Regions from separate parts of the Mus musculus genome. Here region 1 is linked to region 2. A link is a contact called in public Hi-C data. All regions are on one chromosome and are shown on one strand. Each heading gives the region's core, a stretch centred on a gene start, on an enhancer-like site or on the middle of the called end of the contact. The rest is flanking DNA. Distances are from core to core; before and after follow the strand shown.

What was found. A called contact is a pair of places that touch in the nucleus more often than the background predicts.
Region 1: a Hi-C map of the HPC-7 cell line shows a contact between it and region 2, with 2.7 times the contacts expected there. The contact joins the enhancer-like site here to the promoter of Ifngr1 in region 2. A contact is called at or near these places in 2 of 484 Hi-C or Micro-C datasets (the HPC-7 cell line and the N1E-115 cell line) and 2 of 9 other capture datasets (adipose tissue and pancreatic islet).

Annotation. Positions count from the first base shown.
Region 1 is chr10:19,814,235-19,820,136 of GRCm38.p6, reverse strand. No RefSeq gene overlaps it. Among named protein-coding and RNA genes, the nearest start is that of Slc35d3, 34 kb to the left of the region's middle. Within about 2 kb of position 4,541, at least 43 of the 459 cell types and tissues checked have an H3K27ac peak or open chromatin away from gene starts, as enhancers often do. A contact at or near this core is called in the HPC-7 cell line and the N1E-115 cell line, where this site is marked.
Region 2 is chr10:19,589,374-19,594,902 of GRCm38.p6, reverse strand. It overlaps Ifngr1 (interferon gamma receptor 1), which reads right to left and starts at 2,954. Exons shown (of 7, transcript NM_010511.3): 1 at 2,706-2,954. The coding sequence starts at 2,817.

The DNA.
Region 1 (5,902 bases), core at 3,292-5,791, 220 kb before region 2:
GAATAACCCAGGCCCGGTTCTTTCTCAACTGGAAAGACGATCTTTCTTCATCTTCAAAACTTCTGGCCGTTCGTTTGCATGGCAGCTGACTTCTAGGGTGACATATGTGATCATTTCCGGTGTCATTCAGGAGCAGGCTGAGATTCTGGTCAGTCTACTCACTTGCAGATTGACAGGTCTGTGTTAATTCAGGGAAATGTTTGCTTTTGGATTTACACAGTTAAGAGATGTAATTCGAAATCAGCATGGTTAGGGTTAGGCTCCAGCTGGAAAATCAATTAAACTAATATTTAAAAACCATCTCTAAATGAGAATGGAAGTAAAACAAGATTAAAATTGAAAATCTTTGCTTGAACTCGGAGTTCACGAAACTCAGTTGTTAACTAATTCTGAATACATGATGTCAAAGATGAAAAGAAAAAGAAAATTAGTTTCTCAGTTTTTAGCATAACCTTTAACTGTGTTCCCTGAAATAAACCACTCAGTGGCTTTTTGCTGAAATTCTGCTGTGTCTTTTAAGCGCGCGCACACACACACACACACACACACACACACACACACACACACTGCCTAGATAATGTATTGTGTGATATAACATAATGCTGGGATATTCCTGGGTAGACGATAGCTATTTAATCAGAGGCCTCTGAAACATCATTCTCTCATTCAGCGAAGTCACCTGTTTCCATCCGGCTTCAACCAGCTCATACCTCAAAGTGATAATGGAGGGGATTCTTATTTCATAAAGTGGGTGGGAGAAGCCTTTTCCATTATTCTAACAACTTTCCCCTTTCTCTTCCCAAAGACAACTCATTAGCAAATGCCACCTAAGTGGTACTTCCTTTGTGGCTTCACAGCTGTCATTGTTAGACATTTCATCAGCCCCAAAGTGCCCTTCTGTGTATTTCTGGAAAGCTATTTATCGGCTTTACTTGAACAAACGGAGTTGTTTAAACCGTTAAAATACAGTGCCATAGTCATTTGTTTGTGCATTTTCAAGTTGCATTTAAATGAAAGGTTCAGGCTAATTGGTTCTAGGAATAGTATCAAAAAGCAGTCCTAGAGGGCGGTAATTAAATGCCTGCATTCTGGGCTGCGGCCCGACCTCACTGGGAAGGGCATCTTGTCTCTGTCTATCACTACCACCTCGGTGGCTACTGGTAGTGGGGGTCGGGTAGTGGGCTGCCGGCAGCTGGCAGAGGCGATAAGGAGTTAATTATAGCATGGTGGGTGCAGACTGCGTTCCGGGAGGATTCCAGGACGGTCTAGCCTGCCACCTGGTCATGAGATCAAGGCAGATCCTGGAGACCGGTGCCCAGGAAGAGGCTCCCGTCCCAGTGCCAAGAGCTGCCTTGCAATACTGAGCGCTTTTTTGAATATGAGTGCTTTGAATGAAGAATGGTATAGTGGGGGCGTGGAGACTCCATCGCCGCCCAATCCTCTTGACCCCATTGATCCCACCCACCGTCCTCACCTGTTCCCCGGAGCAAGCCACCTTCTTCCCTCACCCTGCAAGTTATTCCTGTGCCCCTAGCATTGCTACATGAACTAGGAAATGAGAAAATACTAGGAAGGAGGAGAAGAGGGAAAAAAAGTGGGAAAAGAAAATGTTCGCCCCTCCCCCCACTCCCCGCTGGCCTGGAATTTTCATTTTTCAGTAGGCGGGCCACATTAGCTTTCCAGAGCCAAAGCAGTGAGATGCCACCATAGCGACAATGTCATCAAAATGCCCAAATTAAGGCTGCTATATCAAAGGATCACTTTGAACTTCTTTTTTAAAAAATATTATTAAATTCATTTATTTATCCCCATTACAACCCTTCCTCTTCTCCCAGCACTCTCTCATGCAAAGCTTCCCCCTTCTCTCTTTCCCCTTCCCCTTCTCTCTTCTGAGAAGGAGAAGCCCCCCTCTGGGTGTCACCCCACACACATCAAGTCGCTGCAGGACTAATCGCACCCTCTTTCACTGAGGTCAGACATGGCTGTCCATTAGGAGTGCGGGATCCACAGCCAGGCAGCACCTGCTGCAGTTGTTTGGGGGAACATCGAATGTGCAGGGGCTTAGGTTGAGACCTATGCTCACTCTTTGGTTGGTGATTCAGTCTCTGGGAGCCTCCAAGGGTCCAGGTAGTTGACTCTGTGGAGTCCCTGTACTCTTCCGGTCCCTAAATCTTCTCCCAGCTCTTCTGTAAGATTCCCCGAGAGTCTGCATCTCATTCCATTGGCTTCTGGGTGGGGGCCTCTCAGAAGACAGTTATGCTAGGTTTCTTTCTGCAAGCATAACGAAACATCATTAATGGTTCTTGCCCGTGGTATGGGTCTCAGTTTGGGGCAGTTTTTAGTTGGTTATTCCCTCAGTTTCTGGTCTATTTTTGTCCCAGCACGTCCTGTAAGGCAGGACCGACCTTGAACTTCTTATCTTTCTCTACTCCCAGAATGCTTATATTAACGACGTACGCCACAACAGTTTGGTTAAGAGTCTTGGTTTTCAGAGAAATTGACTGCTGTAGAGCCAGATGGCGTGGCTCAGTTCTGTTTGCTCAGTTGTAATGCTGGGATGCAGGAGCGTCTTTCAATTGCTCCGTGGGTCCACACCACGTTTGTGAATCGTTCATCAGTTTGCTTTTCCCTATCTTCAAACTTACAATAAAATTACGATTCTGAAAGTCGAGGTCCTTCAACAGTAATATCTTTATATTCTTTCCTTACAACATATTTCTTCCTTTACTCATGGCAGCTGTTTCTAACACATTGGTGTTGGTTGTGTGGAACGCTTAGTTTTAAAAATGACTTTTTAGAAGGACTAGAAGCCAAGAAAGTGAATGAATTCACTCTCTGGGAGTTGATGGCTCGTCTATAAGTAGACAGATATGTGAATTTTAAGGTGGCAAAACTCCTCACCATTAAAAGTTAATGAAAACATTTCAATTCAGACAAAAGGTTAATGTTAGTATATAGGAAAGACATTACAGTCAACAAGGAAAATTCTAATACTCCATTAGACATCAGGGAAAATCTATTTTCAAAAAGAAATCAAATTATAAATGGGAGCTAATTAATAAAGAAATGTTCATAGAGTAATATGTGTATATACTTTTAAAAAAGCTTTCATTTCTCAAAATGACAAAACCATTTTGAGTGTTGGGAAAGGTCCGGAAGAATCAGAAGTTCACGCTGACTGGAGGTTCCTGGAGCGCGTTAGGATCAGCCTCTAGACCAGTGGTTCTCAACCATCCTAATACTATGACCCTTTAATACAGTTTCTCTTGTGGTGACCCAACCTTAGAACTGTGATTTTGCTACTGTTGTGAATCGTAATGTAATCATCTGGTGTGCAGGATATCCGATATGCAACCCCTTTGACCTCCAAAGGGTTCGAGACCCATAGGTTGAGAAGCAGTGCATTAGAGTATTAAAGAAGGAAGAGGGTTTTTGCCTTGAAAGGGGTGATCCCCAAAAATTATAGTCATAATATCCCTGTGTTTGTAAGGATAATGGTAACAGTTGTTTATAATAGTAAGAAACTGAAAAAAAAATTAAGCCAGGAGGTTGGTTAAATCTATAAACTCAACAGTTGAGAAATGTATTTATTTGTAAATATTCTTACATTTATGTGAATGGGTATTGATAGAATACTACTAAGATTATTAAACATAATTATGTACATGCATATTAAATACATGAAAGATTTACATATATATTCAACATTCTTTTTTTCCCAATGCTGGGGACTGAACTCAGGGATGCTAGCCATGTGCTGTACTCTCGAACTACGGCCCAGCTCTGTGTTATATTTTTAAGTGAGAAAGGCTGGCAAAATTTGGGGAAGAAACATAGCATAGTGTCTTAGTGCATGAAGTCAGACTGATTGATGGCGTCTACTCCCTTTCTCATTGTAAGACGTCTTAAAAGTTGCTGGGTTCTGAGTAAGTTGCTTGGTATATGAGTGAAGACAAGAAATGCAGAATGCGGAGGGTGAAGCTGGGGTCAAATGTACGTTAGCTCTGGGCTCAGAGCCTAAAGTCTTAGCCAGTGCCCTAAGCAAACTGAGGGGAAATGGATCGATATGGAACAAGATATGGGATCATCTTGGCTGTAAGTACTTTTAAAAGAGGGGTGTCACTGCTTGCAGCCTTTGAATTGCCAGCATTTAGCTCCATATCTGGTATCTGATAGATATAAGCAGACAACACAAAGGTCTGATACAGGAGGAGACATTCTTAACAACAGAGCTGTGGGCTCAATACTCAGATTCATAGTTAAATAGAATGAAAAAGAAAGGAAAGGCAGACAAGGATAGGCCAGACTAGAGATGATGGGCAGGTGCTGGCAGAGATGTGGAAAATGATGCACAAGGAGCTCTGGTCCTCAGATGCGAGAGTTCTTCTCTTGAAGGCTGCTCCAACTATTTATTAGTGGCCCCTAGGTCTCTAATTAGAGTCCTGCCTGTCCTTCTGTTTCCTAAAGGGTTGGAGACGTGTCCTGAGGGCTTGTCACCAGAGGCCTTTTGCCCTTCTAATCAGCCAGATGGCAGCTGCAGGAAGTGGCCTGCAAAGTGACAGTCACAAGGTAGTGTTGACAGCTGAGGCCTCAGTTGAGCCAGGGCTGAGGGGCCGTGAGGAAGCTTCTGTCTGAGCTTCTCGTCCTAACGTGAGCTTTGCTTGACGGGGGTTTCCTGTATGATCTGGGAACAACCAGACAAGGCAACCACTTCACAGAATTAACGGAACGCTGCCCTCAAAAGAGAACCAGATAAAAATGTCCCCGTGGGAATGTCCATCATTTATCATTGCTCTTAAGAATCTTAAAATCCACCTACTTTGACAGTGGCCTGGAGTATGTGCGGTGGTTGTGTCTGTGTATTTATTTTCAGGAAATATTTTATAAGAAGAAAATAGACTTTGGGGTTTTTGGAACTCTCTGTGAATTCCTAGATCTTTTTTTGGGGGGTGGGGTGGGGAGGGAAATGTATCTATCACCAGGGACTACTCTTGTCATTAGTCCTAAACATTGTTGCTCCCTTAGCAAGGCCAGTATACTGCTTCTGATGTGTCAGTGGAAAGGGGGCAGTTTAATAAAAATACCACTGAGCCCTTTGAAAAGATGGCAAACAGAGAGCCCTGCCTACGTGGACTCAGGCTACAGACCTCACCAGGCACCTGCTCTTAGAACTGGGACAACGTCCAATCCTATAATTGCTGAAAGATGTACACCTGCCACTTAATTTCCTTGGTGCCCGCAGTGAATTATACCTAAAGCTAGACAGCAAAGATGCCTGTCCACTCTGCTTTCTTTGTTTGCCCACCCAGCTACCCTCTTATCTATCTCAAAGACAGTGTGATTATTTGAAACTGAACTTAACAGGCTGCTGCTGTTGTACAAATTTTCTCTCACTGGGAACTGAGATGGGTCTAAATAGATCGCAGCTTCCTACCAAATAACATTATAATTGGCAGCTCAGATCAGTTCAAACTTGCAGGAAATTCACAAAGAGGACATAAAATATTTGCCAGACAAATTCGAATACCCACCCCTACCCCCAATCCACGTGTCACCTCCAAACTGTGAGGATGTTCCAAGACAGGGAATCTGAAGGATAGAAGGGACTTTAGTAAACTCTTTCTTTCATAAGTGAGGAGATAAAGATTTTTAGGAGAAGAAGGTAGTTACTGTTACCCACGTAACTCAGAAAAGTTAAGGCGGCAGTCTCTTCTTCCCCTCACATCTGTGCTTCCTTCCTGATCCCCAGGGGGGAAAAACATAACTCTCTCTCCCTTACTCTTCTTCCTTCCCTCTCTTCCTTCCCCCTCATCTGCCTGCGTGCCTGTCTGTCTGTCTGCCTGTCTACTAGCACATTCCAAATAGGGACAAAGGAAACTAATTATCCATCCCTCCACCACCA
Region 2 (5,529 bases), core at 1,705-4,204:
CAAGACAGAATACACAAACAAATAAAAACAGCAGAGGGAACACGACAAAAATCTAAGGAAATGCATTATAAAGTGCTGGGGTACAACACAGAAGGGCATAGGTGTTACCATAGCGGGTGCAAACTATGAGGTCACACAGAGGAGGATCTAAAGTAGAGGGAAGTACCTGGCACTAGGTTTAAGGCTCTGCCCTGGGCCAGGCAGCTGTGTTCCTCTCTCCACCCACACCCAGTCAGAGTCCAACTGACCCCACCTCCTCAATATTCCTGCAAGCTTTCCCCTCTCCTCCATTACACAGCCACTCCTCATGGCATCTCCTGACACTTGAGCTCCCTAATGGACTCTCTCCCTTAAACTACTCAATATGATGATGCCTGGCACTTCTAACTAGCATTCTCTAACCTTGCACACCACTCAGCGACACCAACCATGCTGGGCACATTAGATTCCTGGCTTGGGCCCTGAACTTTGTTCAGGAACAGTGTGCTTCTCCTTCTGAGAATTCCTCCACACCACACCTTTCAACAATGTCCTTCCCACTTGGTTGGCACCCAACCAAGCTAGGGAAATGAGCCTTCCTCTGGGGTTTTTGTTGTGACAGAAGAAGTTGCAAGATTTTAAAACCCAAAGGCTACCAGCACACACCATTCCTGCCAAATAGGGAATCTGTCAATAACCAGGACAACTAGAAATAAAAAATGGTACATGGTAGCTGCTGCCTCCTCTTCCTCCTCCTCTTCCTTCTCTCCTCCTCTTCCTCTTCCTCCTTCCTCCTCCTTTCTTCTTCAGTTTTGTTTGTTTGTTTGAGATGGGGTTTCCCTGTGAAGCCCTGGCTGTCCTGGGACTCACTCTGTAGGCCAGGCTGGCCTCGAACTCAGAGATCCACCACCCCTGCCTCCTAAGTGCTGGTATTAAAGGTGTGCACAACCACTGCTCATCAGTGGTAGCTTTCTTGTGTTCCAACTTCCCGAAGCCAAGCTGGTATCTCATTCTCTGAACCAATAACCTTCTGTTTTGGGTTAAGCCAATTAAAGCCCCATTTCCATTCCTTGATATTAATACACAACAAGAATTCCAGTGGTTTCCTATTTCTCTCCTGCCACACAGTCTGTTAAAACTCTCCCACTAGTTGAACATACCACTTCATATCCCTGCAAGCACATTCTCTCTAAGCCTCTGGTTCTAAGCTACATCTCTCTGAAAAAGTCTTCCCAGAGTCCCCTGAATGAGGTTAGGTACCCAGTCTTGATTTCCAGCAGCCTGAAAGTAAATTCAATCTCTGATCACAGTGTACTTCAATGGACAACAGGGACAGGCGACTCCCCCTGGTAATTGCTGGCAGTGGGATGGTTAAGAATTTGTACTCTACCACCTAGTAAGTGGCTCCTACCACTTGGGCAGCCCCGTGTGCCTCACCATGGATGCAGATACCGGTGGCACTTTTAGTAGAGGTGACTGTAGAAATAGATCTGTTATGTGAAAATAGACAGTGCCCAGCATTCAGTAAGTCATAACTATAATTCATCTACCTAGCCCTTGGTACCATGTCTATCCTAAGGGATGTCTAAGGATTTGTTTGCTTAATTTTTTTCCATACATGCATCCTATATTTAATTTAAAATTTTAAATTATGAAAGCACAAGATTTTAATAAGACATTTTCATACATATTGCATACATACCATTATTGCTTCTGATTCATTCCTTAGTTGCTCCTGGCTCTCTGTTTCTGGTCACCTGCCTCCCCCAAGAGTCCTCTCTTCTACATTAATGTCCCATGAGTTTTATTACCCTGCTTTTGCTTGTTTTAAACTCTTCTTCCTCAAGATCTCTTCCTCCCCTCTCATGATTTCCTACACACACTTCTCTGGGGTTGATTTATCATAAGAAAACATGGTAATTGTCTTTTTTAATCTGGCTGTGTAACACAACTAACACTTTTTCTGATTCCACTGTTCTGCAATTATGATTTCATTTTTCTCTATAGCTCAGTGGAACTTCAGTTTGAACATGCACCTCATTTCCTTCATCTGACATCTAGGTGGTTACATCCTAGCTACTGTGAAAATCAGGTCAAGGCAGGATTGGAATCTGCACGCCTAACTGAAGCTCCTGGAAACCATAGGAGGGGTTCAGAGCTGGAACTCGCCTGAGAGTTAAAGAGGTCTCCCCATGCCTTCCAGCAGCTGGAGATTGGGAACTTCTCAGATACTTACGATTAGGGACTGGAAGGGCATGAAAAGTTTTATTGCTGTCTCTAGAGCTCTAATCATAAAGAGGAACTATTCCCAGCATATATGTCCTGGGAATATATAATCATTTGAAATCAAAGGCTCTGAGGATTTAAGCTACGAGAAGAACCCTTGCATCTCAACACTTAAACGCCAGACTAACAAACAAATCAGAATCTCTTAGTATCCGTTGGCACCCCTTTTCCTTCAGAGGATTCCGACTACAGATTGAAAATAAAGTCTGTAAGTCATACACACAATGCCAAACGCTGCCGTGGAAACTAACTGTAAAACAGACCACAGATTTGTGTTGTGTCGGCAAAGAAGAGGCGAAAGCGGCGTGTAAACCGCGGAGCCCCCGGGGCCCCTTGGGGCTGCCTTGCCCAGGGCGGCGCAGCAGGAACGCAGGGACTTCCCAGCCCGGCGCCTCCGGCCTGGCCTCCCGCCCCAGCCCGCAGCGGCTCGGAGAGATTACCCGAGGGAGGCTCAGGATCCTCAGTGCTCGTCAAAGCTCCACTCCCGACCTTCGCAGACAGCATCAGGACCACCAGCAGAATCATCCTGCCAGCTGCCGCCTGCGGGCCCATTCCTGCGCGAGGGACACCTCTGACAGGGGACCCGCGCTGCCCGTGGCCTGGCCTTGGCGTCACGTCCGCCGCAGACTAGTCGCCAAGTCCGCAAGCGGCCTGCCGGGGAGCTGGGTGGGGCCAAAACCAAAGCTTGAGAGACCAGCCTGGGACTGAGGGGCGTGGCTTAAGTGGGAGGCGGAGCCTCACGGGGCAAAGGGTTAAAAGGCAGCTCTTCAGGGGCGGACTCAGGGCGGGGGTCTAGCCAGAGAGGCGGGACCAATACGCAATCTCTTAGAGTTGATTGGAGGTTGGGAGTAGAGGTGGGATGTGAGGCGGGGTCTATACAAGGAGGCGTGTCTTGGCGGGTCTAAAGTGGACTAGGACATGGTTATAGGCGAGGTCTGGACTGGGGAGCCAGGCAGTGCGCTGCGTGGGCGGAGAAGTTTCACTAAGTTGGAGAAGGGGTGGACTAGCCTGAGGTTTGAAACTGTGGGCTCTTCTCTGTATTCAGGACCTGGACTGTGGATACGTTTGAAACTCTGACCGGAACCTTACCTTCTTCAGCCTGACACTACCTTCCTCAGTTCCTCATTCTGGTTATGTAGTAACCTGGGGTTGGAGATTTTTGCCTCAGTCCACAACCAGACACCATGCTTATCTCATCCCTCAGCATGAGGCGTGTTGGAGCCTGAGGTGTTAGAGAAGTTACAAAAATCCTTCTCCAGTTCCCACCAGTTTTGTCCGCGGAACTTAAACTTCTGGTTTTCAAGACAGTTTGTTCAGACTCCCACAACGCAAATCCAATGTGCTTGGCTAGCACTTTATTCTTAGCAAAAACAAACTACCACCACAAAAAGCACATGCCCATTTTAATGATGAAATGTCAAAGGGCGGATCACTAAGTAGTCTTTCATCAAGAGATCGTCCCTCTTGCCTCTCTGACCGCACCGGTTAGTTTAAATCTCTCTCATTCCCCTAAATTCACTTTAGTGACCTTGCACTTACTATAGACAACACTCTTGTGCTGCCTCACTCGCCTCAGCTCTCTTTTATCACCATGTCTGCAAGGAATTTGAATGCAACCCACTCTCCCCTTCTCTTTACTCCACTTTATTTTTAATAACACATTTGCACCCCCTCCTACAATATGCATATTGATTTGATTTTCTCTGCTTCCTAGAATGCAAGCTCTATACCGTAGAGAGAGATACTGGCATGACATTCTCTGAGTCTTCCAAGCAAAATGTTATGAAGACATTCTGCAGACTTGGAGTTACCAGCTAAGGCTTGTTATTTGTCTTGATTAATTAACGAATTAATTATGCTAATAGCCCAGCATTTCTCAGACTTTGACGTCAGGATAAATCTTGGTGACCTTGTGCAGGTTCAGATTCAGTACATATGATTCAGGTTAGACTTCAGTTTTCTGCATTTCTGAAAAAGGTACACAGCAAATGTCTCACCCTTGGTGCTACAGATGTGAGTACTTGGAATAAGAGTTTGGGTGTGCATCTGATATGCACCTCAAGAAAGGCATTTCTGGTCATTGTATGGCACAAGGATAAATTACTGTACTTTGCTGTTTAGGAATATAGAGTAGGAGAGACCGCACCATGCGGCTTGCAGATTTTGTTGTAGTTGAGACTCCATGTGCCCCAGGCTGGCTTACCAGGAAGCAGATTATGAAGTGATGGAAACAGTCCTTGAGAAGTGCTGCTGGGATAAACCTCTGGGATAAACCTCTGGGATAAAAGAGAGGTAGCTAGATCTGATTGTGAAGACATGTCAACCTCACACATTGCTCCAAAGTGGGGATGGCTTTGTAGAGTGTCCTCCATGGGTATAGGAAGTGAAGCGGCAACTTCCCAGCACTGAATACAAGCCAGAACAGGACATGATTTGTGGCTTCCATGCCTTTAGCATCTCCCACTAGAAGACTGGCAGCTGAGGCTGATTACTAGCTGCGCTCCTGCTGGCTGGGAGGGAATGGCACTGAACCTTCCATTTCTGAGGAAGGATCTGGACAAAGCTTCAGATATCACCTGCAGAGCATCCTTCCTTCCAAGGCACTGCCATAGTCCTCTGGAGGCAGAGGATGCTTGGGAGTTAAGTGTTTCCGAGTGCTTCTGTGGATACCCAAGATATAGCTATGCAGTAAAATATTGCCCCGAGGGAGGCAGACACAGCACCTGCCCCCATGGACCTTGTATCCACTGAGGAAGAGGCACTGTAAGGGCAGTATCGATGTTGTGCCAGTTCTCAAGATGAACAATGAGATTACAGTATCAGACGTGCGTGCGTGCATGCGTGTGCGTGTGGGGGGTGGGGCAGGATTGGCTTAGTCTAGATTTTAATGGAGGAATAAACGGCGTTCGTTCGGTGGTTTTATTTGTTGAGTTAGGAGCTCTTGTATGCCAGTCTGTCTGGCTTCACACTCACTATATAGCCAGGGATGACCTTGAGCTTTGGCTAGTCTTGTCTCCACCCCCAAATGCTAAGATTACAGGCATGCTTGCGGCACCAGGTTCCTCAGTGTTGGGGAGCAATCCCAGAGCTGTGCGCATGCTTCCTAAGTACTTTACCAACCAGGCTATATCTGCAGTCCAAGAGATCTACAATATTGTAGCCTGCTAATCAGACTAATTAGGAGATTAAGGGGGAAGGAATAGGTTCTATAGGCTAATAAAATTAGAAGGAAAATAAATAAAATCTATATATTTTAAAAATCCA